4 separate regions of the Mus musculus genome follow, and regions 2, 3 and 4 are each linked to region 1. Evidence: chromatin contacts called from public ChIA-PET and promoter capture Hi-C data. All regions are on one chromosome and are shown on one strand. The core of a region is the stretch at or near the end of the contact, and the rest is flanking DNA. Distances in the headings are between cores, read along the strand shown.

Region 1 (4,732 bases), core at 1,321-3,820:
CTACTCGAATTAAACGAATACAGATTTGATATCAGCTCAGATACTATTTAAGAACTGTTTGTATCCAGTGGATGAGTTCATCCATGGAAGACACTGTTCAAAGTTGCATGCTCAATCTCCTGCATAAAAAGATCCTTGCAAGAAACCACCAGATAAATAAAATACAATCCTGACACTGAGCATCTGACACTAAACCCAGGAGCCAGGCAGCAGGTATGAGCACACAGCCTCAGAAAACCTACTTTTGACTTTCAAGGCTCTCACCTTCTAAGAAAGACAGCACACTGTAGAAGTGAAATACGTGCAGTCAGAACCCTACACCTACAGTCTAGCCTCTCCCATGCAGACCAGGGCCTTCCCAGCTGCACTGCATTCCTGCACAGGTCTGTGAAAAAGGTCACTCTCCCTAGGTCCTATCTATCCAGAACCTAGCTCTGCTGTCTAGAGGCTCAAAGCCTCTTCACATTTCCATCCCTGGCCAAACACCCGGCGGAAGAAATTTTCCTTTTGCAATATACCTTCCAGAAGAATCCAGAAGACATCTTAGCATGAAAACTAAAAGCCTTATCTTCAAATATCTCCCACCACCAAAAACCACTACAGCTTCAGATGTAACAAAACAAAACAAAAACCCAAACAAACAAAAACTACATAGAAACTGACTAATGGTTTCTCTGAGGACCACATTTAGTCTCCACAGTGAAATGGAACTTTTCACAATATTAACACTTCCATTTATCATGATAGAATGACTACATATTTTCTTAGTTAACAGTAAATCTCACAGGCTACTTAACCACACACAGAGAAAGGCTTGATTGCTGCTATCAGATCGAAACATAACAATACAAAGTACTATTACTACCAAACCAACACTACAAATTACCTGAAATTTCAAAATTCATGCACAAGTGTCATTTATATACTTATAAATTCTACTAATTCGGGGCTGGAGAGATGGTTCAGGGGTTAAGAGCATCGGCTGATCTTCCAAAGGGTCTTGAGTTCTGTTCCCAGCACCCACAAGTCAGCTAATGACTCTAACTCCAGTTCCAGGGAATCTGACACCCTCACATACACACACAGACACAGACACATCCAGGCAAAACAGCAATGCACTAAACAATTAATTAATTAAATGAAGCCCCACTAATTCTCCTCTCAAAATAAAAATTTTGACATAACCTCTTTAAAGATGAGCTGAACACGTATAGGGATGCTATTTCGGGATGCTAATCCTGTGGTTTAAAAAAACCCGGAAAAAAAAAATGTTTAAATGTATCAAAAGGTCAAAAGCCAAGCTGCAGTTCCCCAGGGGAACCCGAGGCTGTGGAGGAGACGCGGAAAGACTAGGCCACCCTCTGAGTGCTCTGGGCAGGACGTCCCCTCCCAGCACTGATGCATCAGGCGAACCCAGGAGCCCGGCGCCTTTTCCTCTGCACCGGCCACCAGAGCCGGCCTTTGTTTTCAGCCCCGGCAGCGGACGGCGCGGTCCTGGCTGACAAAGGCGGGTATCGCCATCTTGTCGCGGCGACCGGACGCGGCGCCCATTCATTTACGGGTGCCTGGGGCCAGGAAGGCCGGCAGCGAAGGAAGCTGGGAAGCTTGGTAGCCGTAGGCCCGCACCCGGCAGGGGTTGATGGCCGAATCCAGTAGACTCGCCCCGTGTCCGCTCCCCGCGCGCCCGGCCGAGTCCCACGCCCCGCAGGAAGGCGCGGTCCGGAGGGCAGAGCTCGGCTTTTGTTCCCGCGGGGACTCGGCCGCGAGAAGAAGCGCCTGCGGCTCTCCTGGCATCCCCACCTTAGCAAGCCATCCAGGCTCGAACCTACGACCCGAGCCCCAGCCCTGCATCCCGTTCCCTTTCTTAAAACTCAAGACCACCTCCGGGATCCCGCATCAGGCCCTAGACCCCCCCGCCCCCCGCAACAGCCTCGACCCCAGGAACATGAATGAGTCTGGAAACCGAATTCCGACACGGGCTTTGAACCCAAGACCACAGATCAGGTCCCGCATCCGGGATCCAGCCTTGAACCCAGAACCCATCCCAGATCTGGCCTTGAACCCAGGACCTCCACCCAGGTTGCCGCATCTCCGGGCCCGCACCCCGGACGCGGCCTTGAGCCTAAGACCCCGGCCCGGGCCTGCGCCCCGGCCCAGGCGGCTCCGCCCCATCCCTCACCCCCCGGACCCCGAGACCCCAGCCCTGCCGCCCACCCGGCACGCCGGGGATCGCCCACCCAACCCTGAAGAGCAGGATGAAGACGGCGGCCGATGACCCACGAGCGAGAAGAGCCGCAGGGCCTGGCCCAGCGCGGGGCAGGCTCAGCTCACAGACCCCAGCCGCGCTCACCTCGCCCTCGCCCGGTCTGGCGCCCACGCCGCCGCCTGGTCGTCGCGCTCGCGGCCTGCGGGCAGGAGTCGGCGAGGCTGGTCGGGTCCGCGCGGCGGCTGTTCCAGTCCCAGCCCCGCTGCCCTCGCCGCCCGCGCCCGCCACCGCCGCCGCCGCCGCCGCCGTCGCCGTCCGCCCCTCAGACGCCTCCAGCCATCAGGATGGGCGCGGCGGCCCCTGCCCGCAGCCTCGGGAAACCCCACGTCGCGTCACCGCGCACGGGCGGCGTGCGCGTGCCGCTCTTTCCGCCCCGCCCCTCCTTCCCTCTGCGCGTGCGCGAGAGGCTTAAAGGACCCGTGATTTTTTTCCCCCACCCCACCCCACCACCACCCCACACACCCCGCAAGGGTCTTCCAGGGACGTTGGCAGCCTATCGGCCTCGGTGGCCTCTGGCTCTGACCTGACGGTGTCGGCTCCTGTGCCATGTGCCCCAAGCCAGAGGGCGGTGTGTCCTGCCTGAATGACCAGCCCGGGAGGGCCGAAAGGCGTGCGTGCGTGCGTGAACGGCCTAGCAGGTTCTAGACAGCGGGGGTAGAGGGGTAGGAATAGCCAGGTGGGACAGGAAAGATGTCAAGATTAACCACCAGAATCTTTAAGACATGCCATCCGGTCTGGTCCGTCGTGCCTATTTGTCCAGCCATCTTCAACTAATATGACTCCTGCCACAATGACTTTTTCACTCCCATTCTGCCCTTTCCAAAACCAGGTGAATACCTCTCTTATTTCCTCTTGGCCTGCACTACCCTCTTTTAAACAAGAGCCACAACTCTCTGGGGGGCCTGGCCACCACGCTGACTCTGAGACCTTTCCATGATTCACACTTGATACCTTCCCTTCTTGTTAGCTTCTGTGCACCTTGCAGCCTTTCCTTGAAGCCCATTCCTTCTTGAAACAGCCTTTGAGTGGTCTGCACACTTCCCCCTCCCTGCCCTGGGCGCTTCCTGCCGGGCCATAGAAATGTGTCTGTCATTGTTCAGTCCTGACAGTTTCCTCATATACTTTCCCTGTGCCAGCCCTGATCTGACGCCTGATTTTACGAGCCCTAGCTTCTGCTAGTGGATGGGTAGAAGTGAGGAACCAGGTATTGGATATTCATTGCTACAAAAGTGTCATTGCTGAGCAGGCACCCTGAGGGAAAACATACATTTACATGAACATACATATATGTACATGCAGATGGTCATGTGGGCATTCGTATCTTTTTCTTGATCACAGTAAGTGTGTGGTCTCTCCAAAATACTGCATATTCTCTTCCTTGCATATTGAGTGACCTGCTTTGAGAGTAAGAAGCCTGGTTCCAGTTACCTCAAATATATCCACCACTGCTATCATCTCACCCTAGGGCCTCTGACCCCTGGGACTCTATGCCCTTCACTCCATCTGTTCGAGACCTGACTCTGTCATTTGTGACTGTTTTTTACCTGAAGTTCTTGACAGCTCCATCATCCCACTCTCTCCAAGTAAAAGTACAGGGTCCTTCCTTCTCACCATTCTCTCCACTGTCCCTTGTGACTCCAACTTCCCACAAGTGCCTCTTCCATGAACTTGTGAAGGCCAGACCTTTGATGATACCACTTCTGCACAGATGTCCCCAACCCCTTAGTAGCCCAGTCCCGAGAGAATATCCATTGCCAGCTTCATTTCCTCAAGGGTAGCCTATTCCCAGTGGTCTTGCCCTGCTCATTTCCTACTTTAATACTGTGACTCTGGTGAAGACGTCCTCACCCACCATACACACCCCACCCCCAGAGGATGTCAGAGGATATTTATGATCTGAGAAGAAGGTATCTAAGTGGTATTCTAAGTTCCAAATGAGAGGGCCAAGGCCCAGCAAGCGGAGCAATGCCTGGGAAGAGAGTGGGAGAGATAAGATGCCTGCTAGTCCCTGCTGGTCCAAAAGAGGGTGGAGCTAGAGGATGTGAACAGCTGGGTAACCAGGAGACATCCGGGACCCAGGCTCCTGTTGGTTCCACAGTGAAGGGTAAAGGGATGGGGTACATTCTGGTACCTTTTGAAAATTAGAGGGTTGGGTTTCTGAGTATTGTCCGGTGGTCTCAGGTTTTAAGGTAATCACCAAACACCAGCAGGCCTGACGCCCGCCCTTCAGGGCCTCCCTGGTGAAGGACTTAAAGCAGAAATGAGAGGGAGGGAGGGAGGAAGAAGTACTATAGACAGGAACCAGACAGAGGCAGTTAGCCTGAAGTATGCAAGGCAAGTTATCTCTCCAGCGTCCTCCATGTGGCTGTACCCCTCAGCCACTCCTAGGTCTCATAGTGAAGATGGGGGCAGGGAGGGAGTAGACTGGGCCCTTTAGAGGCTCTGGGGCTCCCCTGTTCCATAAGC
Region 2 (4,732 bases), core at 1,265-3,764, 240 kb before region 1:
CTTCAGGTTCCACTCTACAGGTGTCTGTTTACATGGGTCCACAGGTACTTGGGATGCTACATGAGATAGACATGTATAAACTGTGTAAATATACTCTAAGAACACACCCTCTGTGCTCTGGTGAACATTCAGTGTGCTGTCATGAACAGCACTTCATCAACCACCACCTTACAATAGTCCCGTATGTAGCACCTATTCCCAGTGTTCACGGCCCCAGTGGCTGGGCCCAGTATGCACATACTATCTTGGAAAGGCTTCAGAACTCACCTACAGACATGGCCTGGGAACAGGAGCGCTAACCTCATGTCTTTTCTGAGCCCTCTGATGTATCAGATAGACAGATGGTGTGCACCAAGCTGGAGCACAGGGCTCTCTAGGAATGTGTGACCACGCAGCAAATTTTCCTACCATGTCCAATGCATGTGAGGGTCCTGTATATCCACCTTCTACTTACTGTAACGTCCATGATCTGCAACACACTTGCCTGTACCCACAGCCATGTATGCACTTAGGATATATGCAACTGTCAAGACATACCCTATACCCCCGTGTGAAGGAACACCTCTGGAGCCGAAACATAGGGTGGGATAAGAAACTGAGGTTCTGGGATTCTAGCCCTATTCTTTCCTAGTTGTGTAACCTTGGGGAAGTCTACTCTGTAAAGCCTCCATCCACTTCCTCCCAGTCTGAACAGTAGGGACAACGGTTATCGCATGAGGGCATCTCTGGAATGAGTGCATGCGGATGTTCGAGTGCGCTGTGTACGCACATGTATATGCACAGACAGTACACACATGCGCGGCTCATGAGAAGATGTTTATTTCATACATGGACATACAAACATGCAAGGCCAGAAGACTTCATCACTACACATGCACAGAAGGGGAGGTCCCTGAAGGGTGTGGTGGGTCTCATTGTGACCTTGAGCAAACCCCAGCGTAGCTACTTCAGCTCCTCCCCTGCACAATAGTCATCAGTTGTGGCAGGTGTTCCTCAAGGTAGGCCCTTCCTATCTTGACCTCCTGCTCTTGCCTGCCATGGCCACAGTAGGCCCAGGAGGAAGACTTGGGTCGGAGGCAAGACTACTGCCCCAGGCTTAACCAGCTTCCTGGCTTCCACTGTGGACACTACTCAAGGATGCTGCTCTCAGGCCTCCGGGCCCTGGACCAGGAGGCTCCTTGGCCCATAATGCCACCACCAGGCAGCCTTTTCTCTAAAGGAACTGGAGGAAGGAGTTCCTAACAGACTCAGTCATGCTTCCTTTCCCAGGGAGCGGCTGGCTGACCTAGGGTTCCCGTTAGCCACCCCTCCCCCAGCACCTGGCGGGCAGAAGCGGCCCCCATCATCCAGCCAGGCTCTGCGGCCCAGCCTGCTCCGGGCTCACCGGCCAAGTGGGGCCCGCTGCACAAGTGTGATCACGCGTGTAGTGCCTAGAGCCGGGGCGCACTCACCGGCCACAGTTGCAGTGGCAGACGCGGTCCTCGCCCCGCAGGTGCGGGAGGATGTAGTTATGGAATCGGTCCAGCAGCGCGTTCATGTCCATCAAGCACGCGATGGCCTGGAAGAGCCCATGACCGGTCAGGGCGAGGAGTGGGCCGGGCCGAAAGGGGTGCCAAGGGGGAGTACTAGACTGCAGGGGTGGGTGGGTGGGTGGGGAAACGCAGGGCAACCAGGGCGAGGGCAGCGCAAGATCGCAGCGAGGGCAGCGCAGGCCGCACGGGCCGGTAAACAAGGAAGCGAGGTGGGGTAGGCGCGCGCGCGGGCGGGCGGCAGAAGCAGGGGGCGCGCGCGGGAAGCCCCTCCGCTCACCATCACGATCGACGCCCCCAGAATCATGAAGATCATGGTGTTCGCACTCATGGACATCGGGCGGGGCCGGGCCGGGCCGGAGCGCCGCCCCCCGGCCCCGGTGCCCCTCCCGGCCCCGGCCCGATGCTTAGCCCGCGCCGCCTCCGCAGAGGTCAGCGCTCGCGCGCCGGGCCGCCGCGGACCCCGGGGGCAGGCGCGGGCACAGGCAGCCGAGATGTGGGGGCTGACGTGGGGTCGCTCGCCTGTCGCCCGTTGCTGGCAGCCCTCCGCTCCGCCCTCCGGTGCTCCCTGCGCCCGGCTCCCTGCGGTCTGCGCGGCGGCCCCCTCCCTCCTCCCTCTTCCCTCCTCCAGGCTTCTCCCTCCCTCCTTTTCTTCTTCACTATCTCCTCCCTCCTCCTCCTGCCTCCGCCTCCGGGGAGGGACTTCGCCGCCCCGCGCCAGCATCCAGGGGCGAGGTTCTCCACTCCTGTCCCTGTGACGCAGCCCGAGACCCCTCCCCTCCGGCCTCGGCTCCACATTGTGCCCCATGTCATCAGCCTTGGCTCCGGTCTCCCTGCCCAGTGCCGCGCTGGACTGGGCCTTGGCCTGGACCAGGTGGTCGTTTCTGCTCTACTTCCCCAAGTAAGGCCCCTCCTTCTGGTTCTCCGGGTTCCAGAGAGGGACAGGAAGTGTCAGCACCCGCCTCCTCCAGCAAGAAAGTGCCATCAGAGGAGGGGCCTGGAAAGTCAGAGGAACCAGGGACTAATGACTACATGAGCAGAGGTAGGAGGGCAGGAGGGTAGGCGATACGGATGCGATGCGGAATGGGCCAAGTATGCCATAAAGATCGTGGCAGTTGTGGGAAAGACTAGGCGATTTCTGAGGAGGAAGGGGTGCTGGAACAGCTGCCAGCGTCTATGATCCTCTTGTGGCTGCCGGTCATGCTGGGATTGAGTCCCAAGCCCTGTGCTGGCCACAGAGCTGACAACAGAAGAACCAACCCTGCCCTGTGTTGGAAAGCAGGAAGAGGACAGCTGACCTCCAGCCCCCCAAGTCCAGACCCCACTGTATCTGAAGGTTCCAACAGGAGTTCAGTTATATCAGCTCACACAGGCCCTGAGCTGTTAAGGCACCAGGGTCCGGCCCTACTTCTCAGAAGGGTGCTCTCAGGTTTATCACAGGGTTGGACTCAATGGCCGAGTAGTCTCTTCCTCAGCAGGGAGTCAGGCCAGGAATTCAGGACAAACCAAAGACTTCTAGCAGCACCTATTTTGTGGCAATTCCAAGGTTTTTTTTCCCCTTAATAAGACAGCCTGTTGCTTTATTTAGGTTTCTGTACAATTCAGCAGTGGAGAGAAAAGGGCCAACAACAGACACTTGCTGTAGGCTGTAGAGTAAACCATCTTTATTTCTTTTGGTTAAAAACAATGGATTTGAATCTGGCATTTCTGCGTACGTCTCATTCCATATGTACAGTACATTGATGATGTACACCTAGCAGTAAAAACAAATATCTGAAAGGAAAACACACTGAAAAAGTGGCTTCAACAAAGGTGGCTGTGCAGGGCAGGCCATGCACCGAGCACAGGAGGCTCAGTAGAAGCAGACAGTATGCAGAAAGGCCCGGCCACTCTTCTCCTCGAACTCCTGCAGCAGCTCGTCGATTTCATTCTCCATGTCCTCAGTGTGCTGGATCTGGGAAAAGCACGGCCTTGAGTGAACCCGGGCATTGTGACGCGCCTTCCCTGACCCTGCCCTCCACTGATCTTCACTTCTGCAGGGACCCAGGCTTCAGGATAGCTCCCTCACAGCCTGTTCCTACCAGACATATACAACATATCATAGGAGTACCCCATATTGGGAGTGGGACGGCTAGATTCAAAGGGAGGCCTGGACCCCAAGGCTGGAACTCAGGTTCTGTTCTCAGGCGTCGTAGGTACATGAAAGCCTCATCAACCAGTGCTATCCCAAATCTGCAATGAGTGAAGTGAGGCACACAGATACCGGCATGCATTTTCCTACAGTCGTCCAGTGTGAATGCTGACTATGCTTTGTGCACTGCAGCATCAACTTCACATCTGGCCTCCACCCTCCAGACACCTATTGGTTCTTCTCCTGGTTGTGAAAACTTAAAAGGTGACCAGGCATTGCCAGTAGTAGTCCCTTGAATACTTGAAGTGAAGAAGGCTGGATGTTGAACACACTGTTCTGGCATGGCTACACAGTCTCCTTGGTCTCAGCCCTTTCTCCAGATCATCAGCTAGACCACAAGGTCAACTGCTAGAGCTTCAATAACACTAAGAGTGAAAGCAGTGTGGAGTTTAGCAGGAGTTTGGATCCCCCACGCGAACTTCCCCATCAGCCTTCACTTGGTAAGCCAAAAGGAAATCAATTCTGCCACAGTCAGCTAATCACAGTTCTTAAGGGCAAAAGTCAGGGAAAGGGGCTGGAGAGATGGCTCAGCGGTTATGACTGACTGCTCTTCAGGAGGTCCTGAGTTCAATTCCCAGCAACCACATGGTGGTTTACAACCATCTGTAATGAGATCTGACGCCCTCTTCTGATGTGTCTGAAAACAGCTGTACTTACATATAATAAATAAATCTTTTTTTTTTAAAAGTAAGGGAAAGGCACATGGTCCTTCCCAAAGTCCCTCCATAGCACCTGAACAATGGAATGCCTCCATACAGCAGCTACACAAGCCTTTAGGAAGCTCCTACAAGATTGCTTTTAGAGATGGATACTTAGATCAAGTGAAGGGACACAGACCCTTATACTGTGGCTGCTATCTCTTCCAGTCTCCAGACCTATCTTTGACACCACTAGATAAGCTCTTCTAGCCGTTGTCCATCAGAGGAAAAAGTGAAATGTCAGTTCTTCCAGGAGAGGGGCCTGTGCCCTGAGAGATGTCATACATCACTTTTATCATGGACAGAAGCACTGG
Region 3 (4,732 bases), core at 1,422-3,921, 180 kb before region 1:
AAGGGAAGCAGCGCTAAGAGTTTCAGAGACAGAGACTGGGACAGGTGGAGGGAGAAGGAAGGAAGATGGAGGAAGAGAAATGATCCAGATTCCGTGTGGCTTTAAATGGCCACAGGTGCTATGAATATCATAGAAGGGATGGAATAATACATTGTCTTATCTAGTTGGGCATTTTATATCAATATCAATTGGCTCTGAGTTCATTGTGTGGGCATTTTATGGGGTGAGAATTTACTGATATATATCTGACTTATAAATTACAAGCCTCTAGAGGTTTTTTTCTGTTTTTGTTTTTCTTTTTCAAGACAGGGTTTCTCTGTGTAGCCCTGGCTGACCTGGAACTCACTCTGTAGACCAGGCTGTCCTCGAACTCAGAAATTCGCCTGCCTCTGCCTCCCAAGTGCTGGGATTAAAGGCGTGTGTCACCACGCCCGGTTTAGAGTTTTGATTTTACCAAGTTACTGGGATTTTGAACCACTGACTACAGGCTGGGAATGTGAGCAAAATCCACGTCAAGAAAACTGGGAGATGTGCGGTCTCTGCCATAGAGGCATCGGGGTCACCGGAGCCCAAGAGTAGCCAGTGAAAGCGTGTGATGGTGCACTTTTTAATATTTCCTGCAACACCTCCCTTTTCTTCCCTATAATCATCCCACCTTGTAAGAAGATGCAAGTCTCTAGTTCTTCCACAGTCCTCCCTCAGCAGGCTTTCCCACCAAAATAAAAGTCCTTGCACTATCTTAAGCTCATAATTTCCTATCTTCTCAATGTTATTTCACCTAGCACATCATAGAACCAATTTGGTTAGGCCCAAGGCGGTGGTGCTTGCCTTTAATCCTCCACTAAACAAGCAAAGGCAGGCGAATCTTTGTGAGTTCTAGGCTAGCCTAGGCTACCTGAGAATTTCAGGCTAGCCAGGGCCATTTAGTGAGACCCCATCACAAAAACCAACTAATCTACTAACCAACCACCCACTCAAACAAACTAGAAACCTGGGAACACATTCTAGGCTGGAGCTAGAAGAGGTGACTTAGTCCCTAAACCCCAGCACTTGAAAGGCTAAGATTGTAGGACTACAGAGCTACAGTGTTGGAGGTCAACCTGGGCAAAAGTAAGATGCTGTCTCAAAATAAAAATAGCCTGTAAAATGACTTAGCAGGCAAAGACGCTTGCATGAGCCTCTGACTGCACATGTAGGTTATTGTTGTATACCGGCCCGCGGCCCACTTGGGCCTACACCTGGGAGGCAGGCTGGGGCTGAAAGAGACTAGACTTCGAGAGAAATTAATGGAGACCAAGACATGATTCTGTTCAAGGCCCGCCAGTTTACTAAGAGAGTGTGCTCATAACAGGGAAGGCCCATCCCCTGCCAGTCCATTTCTGGTGTCTGGAGCCAGCCTGTAGGCGACTTGCAGGATAGGGTGTTCTTCAGGTATATCTCAGCGGCCTCTCAGCAGGTAGCAGTGTCTTGGAGGAGCAGTGGCAGGTGGCAGAACAATAGAGCCATCTAGGCAGGAAGGCTCCACCCCAGGTAATCTCCCTAGTGGCCTCAAGGTCAAGGTCTGGATCAGCTTGTTTCAGGCTGGGGGAGGTTACAGCTTATGGCACTGGTGTCCCCTCCCTCAACAAAAATAAATAAATGTAAAGAAAAGAACAAAGAACAATTACGATTGTGCCGGAATAGACTGGGTTCATATGTGGTAGTGTGCAGCAGTGGAATACACCTAGACAGCAAGCTGGTGAGGGGACAGTTACAATACATATGGAGGTAACTTGCACATGGGGGCAAAGCTTGTGGGGAGAGTTGCTGGAGAACTATGTTGTTGTGGTCTGAGGAACTTCATAGAACTGTCTAATACATGTAAATCAAGGCAGTATACTGTTTATAAACACAAAGGCCAGGATGACTGCTTGTTAACTTTATGCCTGTAGGACTAAAATCAGTAGCTGGGTAGGGGGTTGCTCAGTAGGTCTGAGTTGATTCCCACCCCGCTCCAGATAGAGGATAGGAAAACAAAAGAAAAAAGATGGGCGCAACTCTGATTATAAAATAAATTAAGTCGTGCAGGGTGTGGTAGTGCATGCTTTAATTTCCAGCACTCTCGAGGCAGAAGCAGGTGGGGCTCCATGAGCTCGGGGTCAGCAGGATCAACATAGTGAGGCCCAGGCTATGTTGCAATATGTTGCTACACGTTGCTACATAGTGAAACCTTATTTCAAAAAGAAAAAAAAAAGCCAAAAGAATTACTTTGGATGCGTTTTCGCTACATCTCTGGAAACCCCACCCATTTCAGGCAAGACGTCACCCGAAACTTCTGTCTCCAAGGCAACAGAGAGCGTCCTGGGAACTAGTACTGCGCAGGAGACCTGTGCAGGGCTGGCTCCGCCCACACGCACTTCCGGGTGCGACTTTGCGCCCATCCCCTTTCAACGCTCCCTCTCTGTTCCAAGAATGCCGAGACGCAGGCATTTCCAGTTTCTTCTTTAGAGAAACAGAGCTCCCGCTGACCATGCATAACGCGTCCGTCGGTCCCTTTGCTACCAGACCAGACGTGTACGTCATGCTCGGGGTGCCTTGGTAGCTATAAGCCCCGCCCCCTGACCCTAAGCATAGTGCGTCACGCGCAGAGCCTCCTGGGAGTCGTCTGTCCCGCCCCCGGGCTGGCTCTGCAAACTACAGCTCCCGGCAATCTGTGCGGCGCCCCGCGACTGTAGTCGGGGAGCCGTGGTGGGGCTCCCTGGTGGGCTAGCGCAAGAGAGGCGGCCTTGCTAAACACTGTTAGGGGGCGGAGGACGGCGGGCTGCAGCTGGCGTCTCGGTGGCGAGCCGAGGCTCCACTGTCAGCCTCTGCGCTGCTCAGGGGCGGGTATTCCTGGGCCGAACGAGCGCGGAAACTCTTGGCAAGTGGGGGGCCGGGCCGGGCGTCCTCCCAGCGACGGGGGCGGTGGCACGGGGCCTAGGGGTCCTGATCGTCCTGACGGGGCTGCGGTTTTGTTGGCTGACCTCGGCCCTTCAGCGCGACGGGCTTTTGGTGCTTCTCCCCCTGGACCCAGCTCGTGCCCGTTGCGCGTTCTCGGTGCGTGGGGGTGATGCAGCGTGTCCCAGCCACCAGACCCATGGGAGCTTTTTAAGGCGACCAGCGGCCTCTGTCCCTTCTCAGATGTTAACTGCGTCTCAGCACCCCTGGCCATAGGTTTGGATCTCCTGGGGCTTTCAGAGAGGAAGGTCAGCACGGCGGAGGCCAGTCCCAAGTCTCCAAGCATCAGGGCTCCTGCCCGATTCTCAAGGCGGGTGGGGGACACTGGACCTCCAGACAGGTGAGCGCTTGACAGTTCGGGTTTGGTTTGTTTCTCTTGAGGATGCCGTCTGATGTGTCAGGGTTTGTGTTTCTGTTTAAATGTGCTTGAGTGGACTGGGCAGTGAGAAATCGTCCTTTCTGCCTCCTTTGGGTTCAGAACCAATAAGAAAAGCAGAGATGCCAGGAAGGCTCTTAAGGAGCTAGTGGGCTTGGGGACAGAGCAAGATTGGCTGCTTATAGAATGTCTCCTGGCTATATATTCCACTGTGGCCTGTTGCTTCTGATGCAACAAGTATCTGAATGTCATTATCCCACCCAAGGTCAGCCCTAGGCAGGGTGGTGAACCCCAAGCTACAGTGTACCTAGAGTTCCCCAGAGATTAGTAGCCATGATACCCCTGAACCTTAATGATGTCCCCCAGCAGATGTCTTGGTGCAGGGTAGATCTGGTTTCCTGGCCTCTGTGTCTTCAGTTGACATTCTTGTTTGATTCTACTAGCATCTAGGACATCCACCTGCCTAGTAGGGGCCTCTGATGAACCAGTTTTGTTAGACATTTTTCAATTCAACAGTATCTCCGACACCACCAGAGGTATAGGGAGATATACTCGAGTCCTGAATCCTCTCTATGTCATGTAGTTTTATTCATTTGAATAAAGGCAATCTGCTAACTTTTATACTATAACATGACTTAATTTTTTTTTAAAGATTCATTTATTTATTATATGTAAGTACACTGTAGCTGTCTTCAGACAATCCAGAAGAGGGAGTCAGATCTTGTTATGGATGGTTGTGAGCCACCATGTGGTTGCTGGGATTTGAACTCTGAACCTTCGGAAGAGCAGTCGGGTGCTCTTACCCACTGAGCCATCTCACCAGCCCATGACTTAATTTTTGTGGCTGATTGGAGATTCCCAATAAAATATTCATATAATAAGGGGCAGCATCCCCCTACATTGTCCTGATAATTCTGACCTATTAAATGTCCTGGCATGGTGTCCCACAAATGCTTTTTTTACCCCCAAAGATTTATTTATTAATTATATGTAAGTACACTGTAGCTGTCTTCAGACACACCAGAAGAGGGAGTCAGATCTCGTTATGGATGGTTGTGAGCCACCATGTGGTTGCTGAGATTTGAACTCAGGACCTTCGGAAGAGCAGTCGGTGCTCTTAACCACTAAGCCATCTCACCAGCACCCCCACAGATTCTTTTAATCCCAACACTTGAAAGGAATTTGGTCTGTATAGTGAGATCCAGGCTAATGAAGGCCACATTAAAAAAAAAAGAGAGAGAGAGAGAAGAAGAAAGTTTGTTTGTTTAAGGAAGGAACACTGGTAGCAACAGCAGGCAGAATGGTCACTATCTAGTTTTGGTAGTAAATACTGTGTGTAAAACTGCCTCTAAAATGATCTTTCCCCAGCCTGGCTCCCTG
Region 4 (4,732 bases), core at 826-3,325, 130 kb before region 1:
GCTACAGGCTAAATATGACAACAGCTTAAGTTCTCTCACCTGTCTTCCATAGAATCCTCTCTTCTATATGGTGAGTTCCTGATTGTGATCTCCATTCGGTGATCTCTCAGCTCCCCCTCCTCAAGGGAATCCCTTTTGGAATCGCGGTCATCAGACTAAGAAGCAAAGGAAAATGAAGCATTGAGTCATTTTCCTTATCAATCACCTTTCTTCTTTGTCTATCTTTGAAAAATAACTTGTTATGTAGCTCAAGACGGTTTTTGAGCTAGAAACCTGCCTCCGTCTTCAAAATGCTGAGGTTACATCACTGTACATCACTGTACATCACCATACGTAGCTCACTATATATATGCACAGACACACACATATATAGGAAGTATATGTGTGTATATATATATGCATATATACACATATATGCACACATACATACAAATGCACATATATATAATTATACATATACATAAAATATACATTGCACTGGCTGGCTTTGAACTCAATAGATCTGCCTGCCTCAGCCTCCTGAGTTCTTGAGTGTTAGGATTAAAGGTTGTACAGGTTAAATATCTTTAAGGATAATTGAAGTTTGCTAACCAACTCTAAATATACATTTTTTGAATAGAAACTTCAAATATTAATTTTGTTCAAAACTCATGTAATTAAAATCACTTTTTTTTTTTTTGGTAACCTGAAACCTGAGAACAGAAAATTTAAAACATTGTACATGATAAGGGTCATAAGACTATATGAACGTTAGTTTTTCTGAGCCAAAACTAAGACTTTAGTTGGATTTTTACACACGAAATACATCATACATATATTGACAATAAGAAGCACTTATATCAATGTTTCTTATCCAGTCACCTAAGGACTCTAAATATATCATCATCCAAAGCAAGGTAATTACAAAGCACTCATTTTAATTGCAAGGAAAGTTCCCACTTTATTAAAAATGCTTGGTAAATGGTATTATGAATATACTAATAATGAAATGAGAAAAATTAGTCTGGTGGCAGTAATGATTCTAGGTTCAGAATATTTTATTTTGTAACGAGATATTCTCATTTCGATACAGCTTCAGTGTGTTATTAATCTATCTTCAACGTCAACTGAGTATATGAATGTTTTTGTTAATTTTAGAATAGATTTTGGGCTCACCTGTGACATTTGGAAGTACAAAAGAACTTCACCGAAGAAGCGTTGTTCTAATGGAAAAATGAGGGCAAAGAAATTAAATCTTCTTTAAGAAAACCACTTACTTAAAAAACATAGCTTACATTTTTTAAGCGTTTTATCTCTGCTTTCTCCTCTTGTTCTTTCCTTCGTTTCTTTTCCTGGAGAATTTCATCTAACGTTTTCACTTTCCAAGAGTCCTTTTCATCACCCATTTGAGTTAAAACACTGCAAAAAGAAAAACAATTCAAGCAACCTCGGGACACAGAAAGCTACGGTCGGTCTGTCGGTCTGTCTTTTCCGAACACTTAAGTCTAATCGTTAGTGTTTCAGAGTAAGTCCCGGTAGGTCGGAAGGATTCTGCCTGAATACACTGTCGTTTCTGTCATTCCTGTAAGGTTTTGGGTAACTTAGTTTACCTCAGTGTTTTCCGTAAAACGCAACCATCATCATCCACGTAACGGTACTGTTCTAGGATGAAAGACCATCCAGGTCATTTCAGTGCCTCGCACTCAACACACTCTGCCTTAGGTGTCAAAAGGTTGTATGAGAAAGCTCCAGGACGCGGGGAGGCCTGGGTGACAGGTAAGATCAAGGTGCACTGTCAAGCGCGGGACTCCGGGGCGGGGTCCCACTTCTGAGGGTTCAGTCACGCAAACCTGAGGCAAGGGCCGGCTCCGGGGGCCGCCAGGCCTGCCGCCTCCACCGCCCTCAGCTCCGTGTGGAGCGAGACTGCTCCGCGGCAGCAGCGTGTCGCCAGCCGCGATTCTTCAGGGGCGCCGTAAACCCTGCTCCGAACCCCCGCGCCGCTACTCACCCCTGCGCCGCTACAGCCGCCGCAGCCGGTCCTGGAGTCTGGGAAGGAACAGCGCCCGGCGCGCGCCAGGATTGTCGTCACTTCCTCCGCGGAAGCGTGATGATGACGTACGACGACGACGACGAACCGCGTGTGCGCTCGACTTTTTTTGGCCGCCCCACAGTACCTTGCGCGCACCGGAAGTGTCCTTACATCGTGAGTTGGCTCCTGCCAACGACGCGAGGCTGGGCGGATAAAAGCGAAGTAGCGTCTGGTAACGTCCTGGGGTGTCTCCGAGAGATGACGTTTCGAGACGATGCGCTCGGCCGTCTGCGGAAACCGGAAACCGTGCCTCCCGCTGCACCTTCGCTCTGCCAGGCAGGGCTACCTCCAGGCACTCGGTAGCGTAGTCTGCAGGCCGAGCAGCATTTGCACTCGTGACAAGCTGCTTGTGCCACTCAACCTTCCGCAGCCAGACATTTGTTTCTACCCATCAGACTAATTGCTCTGACGTATAGACGCCTCCAAAGTGGCGTCGTGCCATCCAATGGAAAAACAAGTTGTCTTTCTGACCTACCCAGGACCCAGGAAGCTGAATTCACAGGTAGGCTAGTTAACATCCTATGATGAGGAAGTCCCCTGCACAAGAAAACATTGAAACGAATCCAGTTTCCTCAGCCAACCTCCTTAAAACAACCTCTTCTGCTTGGCCTACGATAGTGGTTGAGTCTTTATGTTATTGTTTTGCTTTGAAATAGAGTTTAGTACGTAGACCTAGCCTCTATTTCTGGCCTGTATCTCTGTATTCTTTTTGTTTTCTTTTCATTCTAAATGCTGAAGTGTCTAGACACTTCTCAAACGTGTACTTAAACCACCTGAAGGTCTTAAAGGTTTTTACGATTCCACTAAAAACCTATTAACCTATCAGGGCTTATGGAAGAGAGAGCAGAAAGGAAAATTCCAGCTGCTTGTTTTTGTCAGGTTATCCTGTGGGTATTGGGGAAAAAAACAAACAAACAAAAAGCAATGCCATGCATCAGTGGAGCACACCTTTAATGCCAGCACTAGGGAGACAGAAGCAGGCGGACCTCTTGTGAGTTTGAGGCCAGCCTGGTCTACAGAGCTAGTTCTAGGACAGCCAAGGCTACAAAAGCAGCTCTGTATCGTGAAACAAAAAATAGCAATATGATTAAATTTCTTGAGTTAGGGTCAGAAACAAACAAAATGAAAAGGAAACCACTGTTAGTTATGACTGTGAAATGGTAAGATGTGAAAGAATATAACAACTAGTGTATGAAAAAAATGAGGGATATTGGAGTGAAACACTTTGTGATCCCAGCTCTTACTTTGCCTCCAGAGTTATCAGTGACTTGGAAACTAAGTCTGATTTCAGTAGCATACATAACAGAGTTATACAAGCCAGGTGGTGGTGGCTCACATCTTCGATCTTATCACTTTGTAGACAGAGGTACCGTTTAAAGGTGGCCTGGTCCACAGGGTTACACAGAAAAACCTTGTATCAAAAAAAAGGAAACCAAACGAACAAAATAGTTACATGTTTTCATATTCATACAAGAACCATTGGCAGCTTGGATAAAAAGAATGAGGAGGCTACTGCAGGATTAATTACACAATACCAATTTATTTCAGGAATCACTGAATTATCTAACAGAATTCTTTTCTAGGAGGCATTAATATAATTATTTAAATACTGAAAGAGGTGAAATACAAAACAGTGTACATTTTATGATGTGTTTTAATTCTCTAGTATTGTTTGGTATAAAGCAAATATGACTTGGCTTTGATGCAGACAATTGTCCACCCTAAACTGTGGCCTTTTCCAAAGTGCCAACATTGAACGAACATTGAACGAACATACTCACAATTACATTATTATTAAGTCCAGACATTACAAATGAATTTAGTATGCAGCTTGAGTCCCAGAAATGAAAAGTAAAAACAAACAAAAACCCCACAAACACACAACTAGCCAACTTGATTTAATTCAAACTAAACTTGGACATATTAGGAAGGGTCCAGCAGCTGGCAAAGTCAGGATCAGAGTACCCAGGAAAACGTACTTCAGAGACACTGAAGTTAAAACCTACTACACTCTAATTGTGGTGGATACTATTTGTCCACAATCAGCATGTCCTGTTCTAATTCATGGGGAGAGCAAAGGCATTGATAAACTAAGAAAAACAGGCTGGAGGCCATGTCTCAGAGAAAGAATAGCAGCCTAGCATTCCTGAAGCCCTGAGTACTATGCCTAGCATAATAAACGAAGGGTGGGAGAATGAAGAGATGAAGAGGCCGCCTCACAGGGAGATCAATATTTACGTGTTAAGAAAAAACAAAAGATTGATGTTCAAAGGCAGGAGTCAGAAGTGGTGACACGTACTTGTAATCTCAGTCCTGAGAACGATGACTTAGAAGAATCTAGAGTTCAAGGACACTATGGGTTACATAGGTAAATGCAATCTCAGGAGGAGCCGGCATTGTTTCCCATCTGTACTAACATCTTTCTTTACCCCTTTCCAATGTTAAGAAGACATCACTTGCTGGGCGGTGGTGGCGCACGCCTTTAATCCTAGCACTCGGGAGACAGAGGCAGGTGGATTTCTGAGTTCGAGGCCAGCCTGGTCTACAAAGTGAGTTCCAGGACAGCCATGGCTACACAGAGAAACCCTGTCTCCAAAAACAAAAAAAAAAAACAAAAAAAAACAACAAAAAAAAAAAGAAGACATCACTTGGACAGATGTGACA

What was found. Promoter capture Hi-C pulls out the DNA fragments that hold promoters and counts their contacts. ChIA-PET counts read pairs in DNA pulled down with a chosen protein or histone mark.
Region 2: a contact with region 1 is called in an RNA polymerase II ChIA-PET map of effector CD8 T cells, with 79 read pairs. The contact joins the promoter of 1500002C15Rik here to the promoter of Gnb1 in region 1. A contact is called at or near these places in 14 of 39 promoter capture datasets (the 3T3-L1 cell line, the C10 cell line, the HPC-7 cell line and 9 more), 1 of 484 Hi-C or Micro-C datasets (embryonic stem cells), 9 of 115 datasets of contacts at active chromatin or transcription factors (the SCID.adh cell line, bone marrow-derived macrophages, double positive thymocytes and 4 more) and 3 of 9 other capture datasets (adipose tissue, embryonic stem cells and liver).
Region 3: a contact with region 1 is called in a promoter capture Hi-C map of liver, with 10 times the contacts expected there. The contact joins the promoter of Mib2 here to the promoter of Gnb1 in region 1. A contact is called at or near these places in 21 of 39 promoter capture datasets (the 3T3-L1 cell line, 3T3-L1-derived adipocytes, the HPC-7 cell line and 13 more), 1 of 15 datasets of contacts at CTCF or cohesin (embryonic stem cells), 8 of 484 Hi-C or Micro-C datasets (CD4 T cells, the G1E-ER4 cell line, cerebral cortex and 4 more), 17 of 115 datasets of contacts at active chromatin or transcription factors (the 230-238 cell line, the HPC-7 cell line, the SCID.adh cell line and 9 more) and 3 of 9 other capture datasets (adipose tissue, liver and pancreatic islet).
Region 4: an RNA polymerase II ChIA-PET map of effector CD8 T cells shows a contact between it and region 1, with 97 read pairs. The contact joins the promoter of Cdk11b here to the promoter of Gnb1 in region 1. A contact is called at or near these places in 13 of 39 promoter capture datasets (the 3T3-L1 cell line, 3T3-L1-derived adipocytes, the HPC-7 cell line and 8 more), 3 of 15 datasets of contacts at CTCF or cohesin (embryonic stem cells and pro-B cells), 29 of 484 Hi-C or Micro-C datasets (B cells, CD4 T cells, the G1E-ER4 cell line and 18 more), 19 of 115 datasets of contacts at active chromatin or transcription factors (the HPC-7 cell line, the SCID.adh cell line, Th17 cells and 11 more) and 5 of 9 other capture datasets (adipose tissue, embryonic stem cells, liver and 2 more).

What each region holds. Positions count from the first base shown.
Region 1 is chr4:155,489,199-155,493,930 of GRCm38.p6, reverse strand. Gnb1 (guanine nucleotide binding protein (G protein), beta 1) reads right to left here and starts at 2,570. Exons shown (of 12, transcript NM_001160016.1): 1 at 2,351-2,570.
Region 2 is chr4:155,732,224-155,736,955 of GRCm38.p6, reverse strand. 1500002C15Rik (a long non-coding RNA gene) reads left to right here and starts at 2,514. Exons shown (of 2, transcript XR_001784583.2): 1 at 2,514-2,571. It overlaps Ssu72 (Ssu72 RNA polymerase II CTD phosphatase homolog (yeast)), which reads right to left. Exons shown (of 5, transcript NM_026899.3): 5 at 3,077-3,483. The coding sequence ends at 3,382. It overlaps Tmem240 (transmembrane protein 240), which reads right to left and starts at 2,152. Exons shown (of 4, transcript NM_001101506.1): 1 at 1,810-2,152; 2 at 1,452-1,558. The coding sequence starts at 1,866.
Region 3 is chr4:155,667,158-155,671,889 of GRCm38.p6, reverse strand. It overlaps Mib2 (mindbomb E3 ubiquitin protein ligase 2), which reads left to right and starts at 2,671. Exons shown (of 20, transcript NM_001369164.1): 1 at 2,671-3,316; 2 at 4,721-4,732.
Region 4 is chr4:155,622,197-155,626,928 of GRCm38.p6, reverse strand. It overlaps Cdk11b (cyclin-dependent kinase 11B), which reads right to left and starts at 2,075. Exons shown (of 20, transcript NM_007661.4): 1 at 1,988-2,075; 2 at 1,275-1,398; 3 at 40-155. The coding sequence starts at 1,385. It overlaps Gm16023 (predicted gene 16023), which reads left to right and starts at 2,174. Exons shown (of 3, transcript NR_040441.1): 1 at 2,174-2,570. Slc35e2 (solute carrier family 35, member E2) reads right to left here. Exons shown (of 9, transcript NM_177186.4): 9 at 3,589-4,732.